Linked DNA regions of Mus musculus: region 2 is linked to region 1. A link is a contact called in public Hi-C data. All regions are on one chromosome and are shown on one strand. Each heading gives the region's core, a stretch centred on a gene start, on an enhancer-like site or on the middle of the called end of the contact. The rest is flanking DNA. Distances are from core to core; before and after follow the strand shown.

Region 1 (6,484 bases), core at 1,327-3,826:
TGCTTAGCACATGTGAGACCCTGAGTTCAGGTTTCAGCATTTGGAGAAGAAATCAGAAGAGTCCTGGGTAGCTGGTAAACGGAATGGGTTTCCTTGGCACACGCTTCTCTTAGTTTGCACATAGACACATTTGCAGGGCACAAGGATGGAAGCTGAGAGGCCACCTAGATGGAGAGAAACATGGCTAACTTCTTGCCTGATCCATGATTTGGCAAATGTGCTGTGACACCCAAATGTCTTATGTGTCATAAAAAGCTACAGCGTGAGTAACTGTGATTTTGTCTTTTACTGACCTGAACCAAATCCAGAAGTGTTTCTGTTCCCTTGAAGCTCTACAGCAATGGAGATGAAAAAGGGAATCAATCAGTACTCTTCAGGCACAAACACAACACAAGTTGTCTGTGGTCTCTGAACACATAACGGAAAATCACAGACAGACTTGAGCTGACGCAGGATCAATCAAGTTTTCCAAGTGCTTATGTTAGAACAACATACAGTTGGTAAGGAAATGGGAATAAAGAACAATTTAAACAACAGAGGGGAGACAAATGTGATGACACAGGGAGAGACAGAGAGAATGAGTGTGAGTTAGAACCTGAATGTGAGGATAGGGATGAACTGACAGAGCCCTCACCTAGAAAGCACAAAGCCCTGGGTTTGATCTTCACCTATTCAATCATTCATTTATTAATTTATAGACAGCCTTGGCTGTCCTGGACTTGCTTTGTAGACCGGGCTGGCCTTGAATTCATCAAGATCCTTTTGCCTCCCAAGTGCTAGGACAAAAAGCTTGCACTGCCATGCTAAGCCTTAGTCCATTTTTTTTAAAGGAGGGGGGGGAGAGGGAGAGAGAAGGGGCAAGGGAGAGGGAGAAGGAGAGGGAGGGGGGAGAGGGGGAGGGAGAGGGGGAGAGGGGGAGAAGGAGAGGGAGGGGGAGAGGGGAAGGAAGAGGGGGAGAGGAGGGAGAGAAGGAGAGGGGGAAGGAGAGGGAGAGGGGGAGAGGGGAAGTGAGAGGGGGAGAGGAGGGGGAGGGATCGAGGGGGAGGGAGAGGGGGAGAAAGAGAGAGAAACTAGTCTTCAAATGCTCATAATCACAAATGAGTTCGTTACTACAAATGTTAACTAAGCCAATGTCATTCAACAACTCCCTGGCTTGCCCTAACATGAAACTTAAAAGAATAGCAATTAAAAAAAAAAAAACACCAAAAAGCTGTTTTATAGTTCCAACTAAAAGCACAATTGGACAAGGGAGTGAATGAAATGGCAGATCAATGGACATCAGCAGTGACTAGAATCTCTCAGTGTTAAATGTATCTTAGGCTAAACTCAATGTTCTTAAGAGGCCCTTCATCTGAGTACTGGTGGCGCATGCCTTTAATCCCAGCACTTGGGAGGCAGAGACCGGTTGTTCTCTGAGTTTGAGGCCAGCCTGGTCTACAGAGTGAGTTCCAGGACACAGAGAAACACTATTTCAAAAATACAAGAGTCTCTTCAGGGTGGTCTTCTCAACTTCCAATGGGGTCTGGGGGTGACAAGAAATAACTTGGACTAGCTAGTGAATGTAATCACAATACAGTGTATTTATGCACAAAACTGTCAAAAATACTTAAAACTACCTAAAATAAAGCCAACATTTGAAAATATAATGAATTAAAAAAGAAAAAAGAAAAGACAAGCTGGGTCTAGCCTCTTTGAAGGACTGCTGAGACTCCATAATTTTAAGGTCCTGTAAGATGCACAATTGATTAGCCCTTCTTTCCACAAATAACAGGAAGAAATGAAGTAACCCTTCTCCAGCCTCTCCTCTCTAGTCTTCACAGGGCAATCACACCTTCTAAAGGACGATTCTTGACTACACCATTATAGCTAAAATTCTTATTCATTTTCAATCTCCTACTCGGTCATAAAAGCCAAATTGTTTGGCATGGAATTCAGAGTTTTTAATGTCTTAGAGGTCCCACCTGCCCTGCCAACATCATACCTTACATTCTATTCATCTATCTCATATTTCATCTATAACTAAAAATAATTAAGCACATAGATCAAATCAATGAAAACAAATACTATTGAATACTTCCAAACGAGCTCATACACTCACTACGGACATTTAAGTTAGCGAACCTTTCCCCTTGAACATTTAAAGTTAAGTCTCTTAGCTCTGTGTCCCAGCAATGGCAATCTGTAGAATTAGGTATATTATCTACATTCAAGGTAACATTACTCCTAGTAAAGATGACTTCCCAGGTTACTCAGTTTGCATTTGGATTCATATAAAGAAACCCCAGCTTTGGGGGGCTCTTATGATAATTCATATCCTTTCCACGATCCTGGAAGCTAAGTTTATGGAGCTGTAAGAGACGTCATGTGTTGAGGGAACATGGAGTTTTAAAGCTAGTGGCTTTGGTGCCCCCCTAGTTGAGCCTCTTTTGAGATATTACTCAGATGGTACAAGCTGCTTGTACGGACTTCTGTGAAGATCACGTCTACCAATCGGGAACACCAACACAGGCCTGCTGATAAGCTGCCGTCACTGTAGGACTGTCTTCTAAACAAGGAAGCTTCTGGTAGTTTCCTGCACCGCACTGTTTAGATGAGTCCACACCCATCCTGCTTTTACACAGCAACAAATGTGTAAGGACATTTCAGAGACTCAAGATCCTGTGCAGTCTGCACCTAAGACCCTCCTTTAGCCTTCACCCCTGATGGGTCTTACCTGTCATGCACAGCTAGTTATGCCTGTTCATATAGATGAGGTCTCGCTGTGAGCCCTGGCTGATCTGGAACTTGCTACTTGGCTCAGGCTGGCTCCGTCAAACTTGCTTTGATCCTTCTGCCTTCAGCCTTCTAAGTGCACCTATGCACCACCATACCTAGTTGCTAAAACAAACACAGTTTTTCCTCACCTCCCTCATGTTTTTCTGGTAATCTGCTCTTCCAGATATCGTATACACCCACCCCTTAGCTGCCTACTGAAGTGCAGCTATGGATACCTTTTGTCTGGGAAGAGACATTGCTACAGAAGAGGAGCGCACAATGATAAGAGAAAATACAAAGTTGCTGGGAATAAAAATGAAGTCGGTGAAGAAATGTAACAACAGGATGTTAAAGTCTAAAATGTCCACGTAGAAGCTGTCCTGGAGAGCAGTCTGTTTGGTAGGGAACTGCTGGACTAGTAGCATGGACTTTCTCTCTGCAGTAATAGCTTTGAGGTGAAGCCAGGGAGTCTCGAGTAAGGACTGAAGGACATGAAGGTAAGAGGCAGACAATTCAGTCACCTATATCTTAGGAGAGGAAGAAATGAATGAAAGGATTTTTTTTTTAAAAAAAAAAGGCATTTGCCTGTGTGTGGAGAGTGCATACACTAGCTACAAATCAACTCCAAGATTCCCTTCTCATCCTGATTATCATAATCCATCTGTCCTAGGACAACCTGCACACTGATGCTAACTGTCTCAGTCAGGGTTTCTATTCCTGCACAAACAGCATGACCAAAAAGCAAGTTGGGGAGGAAAGGGTTTATTCAGCTTACACTTTCCACATTGCTGTTCATCACCAAGGAAGTCAGGACAGGAACTCAAGCAGGCCAGGAAGCAGGAGCTGATGCAGAGGCCATGGAGGAATGCTACTTACTGGCTTGCTTCCCCTGGCTTGCTCAGCTTGCTTTCTTATAGAACCCAGGACTACCAGCACCACCCACAGTGGGCCCTCCCTGCTTGATCACTAGTTGAGGAAATGCCTTACAGAAGGATCTCATGGAGGCATTTCCTCAAGGGAGGCTCCTTTCTCTGTGATAACGCCAGCTTGTGTCAACTTGACACACAGAACCAGCCAGTACACTAATCACACAGATTTTTTTAAGTGGCGTCTCAGACTTCTTTAATCTCAGACTTCTCAGACGCTACTAGAACAGGGCCTCCTTCTTATCTACAAAGTTGCCAGTGACTTTGTTGTTGTTTTAGAGTCAACTCCATTATTTCCAAATTCTGACAGTGAGAGCACTTAAGCTTTAAGTGGTTCTCAACCTTCCTAAGGCTGTGACCCTTCAATACAGTTCCTCGTGTTTCAGTGACCCCAATCATAAAATTATTTTCGCTGCTACTTCAGAACTGTGATTTTGCTACTGTCATTAATCATAGCGTAAATATACAATATGCAGATGGTATTGGGTGACTCCTGAGGAAGGGTCATTCCATCCCCAAACGCTGGTGACCCACAGTCAGGAACCACTGAGAAGGCCAACCTCCACGGTGCATTGACAAAATGCTAGGCTTGGATAAACTGCCAAAGTTCTAGCTTCAACCCTGTGAACTCTTAGATTAAAGCGCCCTTGTAAGAGCAAAACAGAGAAAGGCTAGTCAATAGAGAATCAGAGCAATGGCATGAACATGCAGAGAGAAGCTGGAAAGAAACCACACAGAGAAAGCAGCCCTGCTCTTTACTATCAGCGATGCCAAGGGCCTTGAGGCCCAACTGGGTTTCTGGTCTCTGACATCAACACAAAGCTACATTACTGCTAACAAAACATTCTGGTTGCTTAGACTAGTTCAAGTAATTTTATATAACTTGTTAGGAAATGAACCTTAAGAGCAAAACAAAGAAAGAGGAATACAGTGTTTGTGTGTGTGTGTGTGTGTGTGTGTGTGTGTGTGTGTGTGTGTTACACTCCAAAATTTGTTAATGCCGCCTTAAAAAGAAGGAGAGAACTCAAATTATAGCAATTTTCTTTTGGCATTAGAATCTCTCATTCACTATTTTATTTTCAGAAGACCTAACAGTGCCTTATACACATTTAACAAATGTTTATTGAATGGACATACAATTCAAAATGAAACTCACTTGATCAAAATAGTACATCTAATTGTGGGGTTTTTCAATAGCATTTCATTTCAAATTAAGATGTTCTTTATAATCCTCATTACCACAATTCTGTCTAAACACGCACACTCACACAGAAATGCTGTTTTCCAGTTTTTAAAATAGAAGACTGAAAACCATGGTGGGTCCAGCTTATTCAGATCCTGTGTTGACTCTCAGGGTTATGAAGTCTGCTCAGTAGAGTGGTCATTAAGACTGTTCACAGACCGTGCCAGGTCTCTTCCTTCTGGAGCAGGGTAAGGTAGCATTTCCCTACTTCTTTGAAGTTAGGTATAGCTATGAGTTATGTGGTCACTTCCAATGGGAGCCTTGAAGAGCCACTGTGCTGTTATTACCCAGCACATCCTTTCCTCTCTCCTCCCAAGTGTGGAAGAATGTGCTGAGATGCAGCCTAACAGCCTGGGGTCAAGTGACCCCCTGAAACAGAGCTCGCATGCTGACCCTCACCAGACATACAGTAGGACAGAGATAAACCTTTGCTGACTTAAGCCACTAGGACGTGAGGATCTTCTGTGACCACAGCCTAACCTATTCTGTTTGATACTCAGCAAACATCTTTTTTTCACAAACAGGGTGAAGAGAATAAATAGCATTGGCTCTCAATTTTTCAGAACGGTAACATTTTGTATACAGGTGCCCCTCCCCGCCCCCACCAAAAAATGTTTGTATAGGAGTATTGTACTCCCTTAGGTCAGCTCCAGATAAAATTTCAAACCAATTCCTCATCCTCTCAGCCCTCACTGCCTGACTTCTGAAACCTAGGATGGAAGACTATCTGGATAAGATGTGAGTCTTGGCAATCCAAACTCTTGCCTCCTGTTCTCATTTGCATCCTTCAGGCTGTTTTACTACCAGTAAATTCTCAGCATATATCCCACGAATGAACTGTTTGCTATAACCACACTAGTCTTATAAACTAGAATATAGATCCAAAAGGCTCATAAACTTGCTGGAAATAGCCCCAAACACTAATAAGTTCAATTATAGTTTTTGGATTTGTTGCTGTTATTGTTTTGTTCCAGATCTCTCTCTCCTTTTTGTTTTGTTTTGAGACAGGGTCTCAAATCTCACTATGTTACCTTGGATGGTCTGAAACTTGCTATTTAGGCCAGGCTGGTCTTGAACTTATAGAAATCTGGATACCTCTGTCTCCAGAATGCTAGGATGAAAGGCCTGGACCACCACATCTAGCTCTTTTGCTCTTTCTACTTGTGGCATGTTTTCTGAGATCTTTGATAGCTACAGAATGTAGGGTTATACAGGAAACTAATAGTACAAATAATGTTTGTGATAAGATAGCATGCAAATCACATATTTATATTCACTAGTAATTCAAGGATTTTTACTTGCCTAAACCTAATTCTAGTTCTCAAAGAGTAAACATTCTGAAGCATGAATGGAAAGGCCTATAGGTCATGTGGTCCAAGAGGCAACTTGCTGAACATCTAACGGAGTATGTGTATAGCCTCTTCCTTTGATGTATACAGTGTTAAAACCCTGACTTCTGGATTAGCTTCATTTTGGCCCTTACCAAATTCACTAACTTCAAACACTTTGCTCTCCAGTTCTTATCGGTTCTCAAGCTGTAAGAAAATATCCATAAAGGACT
Region 2 (6,484 bases), core at 2,230-4,729, 610 kb before region 1:
TTTAATCCCAGCACTTGGGAGGCAGAAGCAGGCGGAACCCTACTTAGCTGTATGTGTCTTGTCAAGGGACCCATAGGCAGAAGACTGGTGAACAAGATCTGACTGTCCAATATCTTCAGCTCAGCTTGGTCTCCACTGCTAACATGTCCTATTCAGACAGCCATATATATATATCTGCTTGTTTGTCCCCCTGAACTCAGTCCTGCATGTCACTTGAGCAGCTCCACCCACTCATGAATCTTGTTTATTTTTTGAGACAAGGTCTCATGATGCTGTCTTGGCTGTCCTGGAACTTACTATGTAGTTGGTCTGGAACTTAGAGATGTGCCTGCTTCTGTCTCCTAAGTGCTGGGATTAAAGGTGTGCATCACCCTGCCCAGCTCAAAATTGAGTCTTGGCTTCAGCCTGTAACTGCCTGTACTCTGTGGCAAGACCTCCAGCAGCTTCCCAATAGTCTTTGTTATCTGATAGCCTCCCATGCCTGAGATGCCTCTCATTTCTATCAGCTCTTGCCTACAATAAAGCCTCTTTGAACTCCTTGAACTTTACTGTGGCCTCTTTAACCCTTGTAACTGGCATATATATATACAAATTTAATTACCATGTGGTATGTAATGTGTGGGATGAGAGTTAATATTAGTGGCTAAGATTGGGAGAAGAAGCCGGGCATGGTGGCACACACCTTTAATCCCAGCACTCGGGAGGCAGAGGCAGGCGGATTTCTGAGTTTGAGGCCAGCCTGGTCTACAGAGTGAGTTCCAGGACAGCCAGGGCTACAGAAAAACCCTGTCTCAAAAAAAAAAAAAAAAAAAAAAAAGAAAGAAAGAAAGAAAGAAAGAAAGAAAGAAAGAAAGAAAGAAAGAAAAGGGGCTGGAGAGATGGCTCAGCAGTTGAGCGCACTGACTGCTCTTCCAGGGGTCCTGAGTTTAAATCCCAGAAACCACATGGTGGCTCACAACCATCTGTAATGAAATTTGATGTCCTCTTCTGGTGTGTTGGAAGACAGCTGCAGTATACTTATATATAATGAATAAATAAATCTTTAAAAGAAGAAAAGAAAAAGAAACAAGATATTTAAGGGGAAGAAGAAGAAGAAGAAGAAGAAGAAGAAGAAGAAGAAGAAGAAGAAGAAGAAGAAGAAGAAGAAGAAGAAGAAGAAGAAGAAGAAGAAGAAAGATTGGGAGAAAAGGGATTGGGAGATGGCTCAGTGGGAGAAGTACCTGCCACACAAGCAAAAGAACCTGAGTGTGGGTCTCCAGAACACACATACAAGATACAAGCCTGGTGTGGAGGCGCATGCCTTTAATCTCAGCACTCAGGAGGCAGAGGCAGGTGGATTTCTGAGTTTGAGGCCAGCCTGGTCTACAGAGCAAGTTCTAGAACAGCCAGGACTACATAGAGAAGCCCTGTCTCAACTCCCTCAAACCCTCAAAACAGAAAGGAAGAAAGAAAAGGAAAAAAAAATCTATCCACCAGATTGGCATGTGGGCAAGCCTGTGCTACATTTTCTTAATTGATTATTGATGTGGGAGGGTCTAGCTCACCATGAATAGTGCCACCCCTGGGCTGGTGGTTCTCGGTGCTACAAAAAAGCAGGCAAAATGAGCCACAAGAGTAAGTCATTAAGGGCTGGTGAGATGGCTCAGCAAGTAAGAGCACTGACTGTTCTTCCAGAGGTCCTGAGTTCAAATCCCAGCAACCACATGGTGGCTCACAACCACCTGTAATGAGATCTGACGCCCTCTTCTGGTGTGTCTGAAGACAGCTAGAGTGTACTTATGTATAATAATAAATAAATCTTAAAAAAAAAAAGAGTAAGTCATTAAGCTGGGCGGTGGTGGCGCATGCCTTTAATCCCAGCACTTGGGAGGCAGAGGCAGGCAGATTTCTGAGTTCAAGGCCAGCCTGGTCTACAGAGTGAGTTCCAGGACAGCCAGGGCTATACAGAGAAACCCTGTCTCAAAAAACAAAACAAAAAAACAAAACAACAAAAAAAGAATAAGCCATTAAGTAGCACTCCTCCATGGCCTTTGCATCAGCTCCTGCCTCCAGGTTCCCACCCTATTTAATCCTGTCCTGACCTTCTTAGACAATGGACTGTGATAGAAGTATAAGCCATATAAGTCATTTCCTCACATTGATTTTGGCTATAGTGTTCTATCACAGCATAGAAAACTCTAACTAAGACCTTATCTTAAAAAATAAAGGTGACTGCCCAGGCATGAGAGAATATGCCTTTAATGCTAACCCTGGACAAACAGAGGCAGTCAGATCTCTGCAAGTTCAAGGCCAGCTTGGTCTACATAGCAAGTTCTAGGCCAGCAGGGATGTATATGTATATGTGTATGTGTATGTATATGTATATGTATTGAGATCCTATCTCAAAAATAAGTAAATAAATTAATAGGGAGGGTTTGAATAGATGGCTCAGTAGTAAAGAGTGAATATTGCTCATTTCTCAGCCTCCCCATTAGACAGCTCACAATCACCTGTAATTCTATCTGTATGAAATCTAATACCCAGTGGAACCCCATACTCACGCACATACCTATGTATAGATACATATACATATACCTAATTAAAAATAATAAATATTTTAATTCTTTAAGATTTATTTTATGTGTATGTGTTTTGCCTGCACATATGTACACATACCAAGTGTGTGTCTGGTGCTCCGTGGGCCCATTAGATCTCCTGAATTTAAAGTTACAGATGGTTGTGAGGCAACACGTAGGTGCTCTAATTGAACACAGATCCTCTGCAGGAGCAACAAGTTCTCTTAATCACTGAGCCAGCCATCCAGCCCCATCCTCCCACCCCCAAAATTTTAATGGTAGAAAGTAATTAACTAACTTCAGGCCTCCACACACATACATATGTAATACCACACACAAAATTAAAACTACAAATAGATTAGGGGAAAAAAAAACAAACTTGTGCTTGTTAATCATTTATCAAGGGGAATAGAAACAACGTGGAAAATTTCAGGCAACAAAATCGCTGTAGCTTGTAAATGTATTGTTAGTCAATAAATTCTGACATTGTGGAAAGACACAAACATGGCAGTCTATGGTTGGAACATAGCAGACTCCCAATACCCAGGCTGGCCTCAAACTCTCTCCTGAGAACATGAGCTTCTGGGCCCACCAGTAATGACTTTTGGAACTCCCATGGTGACACTATTAACCTTAGAATCACTTAGTAGGTTGGTATTTAAACTAGCCAGATTCGGGTTTATGTTTTTTTTTTTTGTTTTTTTTTTTCACCGTTACCCAACATCTCTAAAAGCCTTTCTCACACACGTTCCCTGGATCTCTGATGGTATAAACGTGTCTATTCAAACAATTCTTTCTAGCCCAGTATACCTCTTCACAGGTTTCAGTTGCTACCTCACTTTTAGAGGCCTGCTGGGACTTGAATCTGGTTACAGATCTAGAAGCAAAGGGCGGTTACCAGTTACCGGTAGAGGTCGGTCTTGAGATCTGGCCTGCCTATTGCATTGGAAAGAGAGAACAATTTCCTCCGGCTATTCAGGCTAAACAGCACGAGGGTGGCTGTGTGAATGTGTGTTGGGGGTGGGGGGAGTCCCGCCTACAGCACGAGGGTGGCTGTGTGAATGTGTGTTGGGGGTGTCCCGCCTACAGCACGAGGGTGGCTGTGTGAATGTACGTGTTGGGGGAGCAGGGGGGTGGAGTCCCACCGAAGATGCAAAGATCTCTCACTGGCAATGGAGATTCAGCAGACTAGAACAACCCAAAGCCCTGAGCGCCTCCAGGATCTTCCCACCCAGTCTCATTCCTATTTTGTGCAGGAAGTAGGTGCTTGGGGGTGGAGATGGGGGCGGGGGTTAGGGGGAATGACAGAGTTTCTGGAGGTCTCTTTAAAAAACAAGGAGGAAGCAGCTTCAAGAGAACTGGACTGCCTTCCGGCCGGTTTTTTCAGTTCTTTCTCGGTTCCCTGTTGAGCCGTAATTTTACTCCCGGGGAGGGGGCGGGGCGGGGCGAGGGGGGCGGTGTCTATGAGGCGCCAGGGAGCCTATCACTATCCATCTCTTGCTGTCTACCTGTATCTCAGTAGCTTGCTCACTCTAGAGACTAGGTACTGTATCTCATTAGGTGTAAATGTGGTCTATCAGTTTTCTTTAGTCTGTTTTTGTGGTGTTGGGAATTAAACTTAGTACCTCAGAGATGCTAGGTAAATGATCTGCCACTGAGCTACATCCTCAGTCCCGAAATTCACTCTGTAGACCAGGCTGGCCTGGAACTCACAGATTCCCCCTGGCACTCAGGAGGCAGATACAGTTTGTGTTTGTTAGTACTTTGTTCTGTGTTCTTGGACTTAGACTGATGACATTTTTTTGGATATTGGACAGACTAAAAGACAAGTTAGTTACTCTTTGCTTCTCTGCATGACCCACTTGTAGGGACTTTTTGACTTGCAGGTGATCAAAGCAGTAGAGGAGAGAGTCTTTAGGCCAGGATCCTTCAGGCACCCGGACCAAGGGCCCTTTATAGTTACCTAGAAGAATCTAGTGGAGGAGCCCTCCCCCCACACACACACCTAGATAAAAGCCTTTCTTTCTCAAGAGCCACCTCACAGGTTCTGACCATCAGGAAGAAGGAAGAGCAGGAGGAGGGATCCGGACCTAAAATTTTGATCCTCCAAGATCCTTCAACAGCGGACCTGTTACTCTAAGACCCTCCTCCTCCAAATCTCCCTACCCTCGCCCCCAAGGCCTCACCAGTGCCAGTACCATTTCTGGGATCCTCAGCCCATATGAGACCAAGGCCATTGCACCCCCTTTTACTGGAGGGAGGATCAGGAGGAGACCTGAGAACCACCTCCCCTGATACCATGGTGGCTCTCCCATTAAGGGCACATGGGCCTCTGAAAAAGGGCAACCAGGCTATGCAATATTGGCCCTTCTCTTTGGCCAACTTGTACAATTGGAAGGCCTAACCCCCACCCCCACCCCCACCCCCTTTTTCAAAGGGCCAGTTAATCTCTTTGAGACTGTTTTATTTATAATGCAAGGAAGCCAGAAGCCAGAATGAATACCCCCTCAGACATGAGGGCACCATCGATTGACCAGGCTGTCGTGGACAGTGGGCTTTCCCTGACTAGACCTGACTGGGACTTCAATATGGCAAAAGGTAAGGGGCGCCCAAAGATCCACCACCAGACTCCACTGGCAGGTCTCAGGGGCTGCATGATGACCCACAAATTTGACCAGGGTACATGAGGTTAAGCAGAGACCAGATGAGTTGCCCACAACCTTTCTAGAGCAGCTCATGGGGGCATTCGCTAATTTGCACCCTATGACCCCAGCAGCATCTTTGTCACAAAGCTACTGTGACAATGGCTTTTATAGACCAGGCTAGAAGAGACAACAGGAAAAAGCTTCAGAGGCTAGAGGGATGACAGGATAAGCTCTTGAGGGATTTAGTGCAGGTTGCTGAGAAAGTCAACCATAAAGGGGAGACAGAAGAGGAGAAGGAACAGAGAAAGAAAGAAAAGCGACAGGGAAGGAATCCGCAGAGAGTCCGGGCTACAGTAGTGAGGGAAAGCAGAGAAGAGAGACTCCAATCAAAGAGAGACAGAAAACCCCTTGAAAAGGACCAGTGCGCATACTGCAAGGAGGGAGGCCACTGGGCTCGAGAAAGCCCTAACAAACGGAAGCCAGGAGCAGGAAGTCCCAGGCCTTGGGGAAAGCGCCAAAGGTCTTAGCCCTGGGTGAAGACAGTGATTAGGGGAAACAGGGTTTGGACACCCCTCCCCCAACCCAGGGTAACCCAGAGTGGAGGGGAAACCCACTCAATTCTTGGTGGACACAGGGGCTCAACACTTGATCCTCCAAACTGATGGCCGTGTTTCCAAGAAAAGATCTTGGGTCCAAGAAGCCACTGGCACCAAAATGTATTCATGGACTATCCAAAGAACAGTGGACCTAGGGATGGGCCAGGTATCCCATTATTTTAAGGTCGCCCCAGGTTGTCCCTACCCTCTGTGGAGTGAGACATACTCTCCAAAATGGGAGCCCAGATACACTTCCTGCCCAATGGGCCACAACTAACCTGCTGAAAGCCGAGGCTACCTGGTTTACAGACAGGAGCAGTTTCTCCATGAAGGTCAGAGACAAGCAGGTGCTGCTGTAGTGGGCGGTGCAAATGTCATCTGGGCAAAACCTCTACCCCGGCACCTCTATCCCCTGGCACATGGAGCTAATTGCCCTCACCAAGGCCTTGGAACTTGAAGCTAACAAGAAAATTAACATTCACTGGGATAGCAGGTATGCCTTTACCACAGCCCACATCCACAGCACTATATGCCAAGAAACAGGACTGCTCACCTCAGAAGAAACAGGAAATCTTGGACCTCTTGGATGCCCTAATGAAGCCAGCAACTGTGAGTATTATTCACTACCCAGGACATCAGAGGACATGAGACTCAGTGTCCCAGGGCAATAACCAGGCAGATCAAGTGG

Evidence for each region. A called contact is a pair of places that touch in the nucleus more often than the background predicts.
Region 2: a Hi-C map of CD4 T cells shows a contact between it and region 1, with 2.8 times the contacts expected there. The contact joins two enhancer-like sites. A contact is called at or near these places in 1 of 484 Hi-C or Micro-C datasets (CD4 T cells) and 2 of 115 datasets of contacts at active chromatin or transcription factors (bone marrow-derived macrophages and effector CD8 T cells).

The regions. Positions count from the first base shown.
Region 1 is chr5:65,109,648-65,116,131 of GRCm38.p6, reverse strand. It overlaps a transcript of Klhl5 not described here. Among named protein-coding and RNA genes, the nearest start is that of Klhl5, 18 kb to the left of the region's middle. Within about 2 kb of position 2,576, at least 26 of the 459 cell types and tissues checked have an H3K27ac peak or open chromatin away from gene starts, as enhancers often do.
Region 2 is chr5:65,721,941-65,728,424 of GRCm38.p6, reverse strand. No RefSeq gene overlaps it. Among named protein-coding and RNA genes, the nearest start is that of Pds5a, 27 kb to the right of the region's middle. Within about 2 kb of position 3,479, at least 335 of the 459 cell types and tissues checked have an H3K27ac peak or open chromatin away from gene starts, as enhancers often do.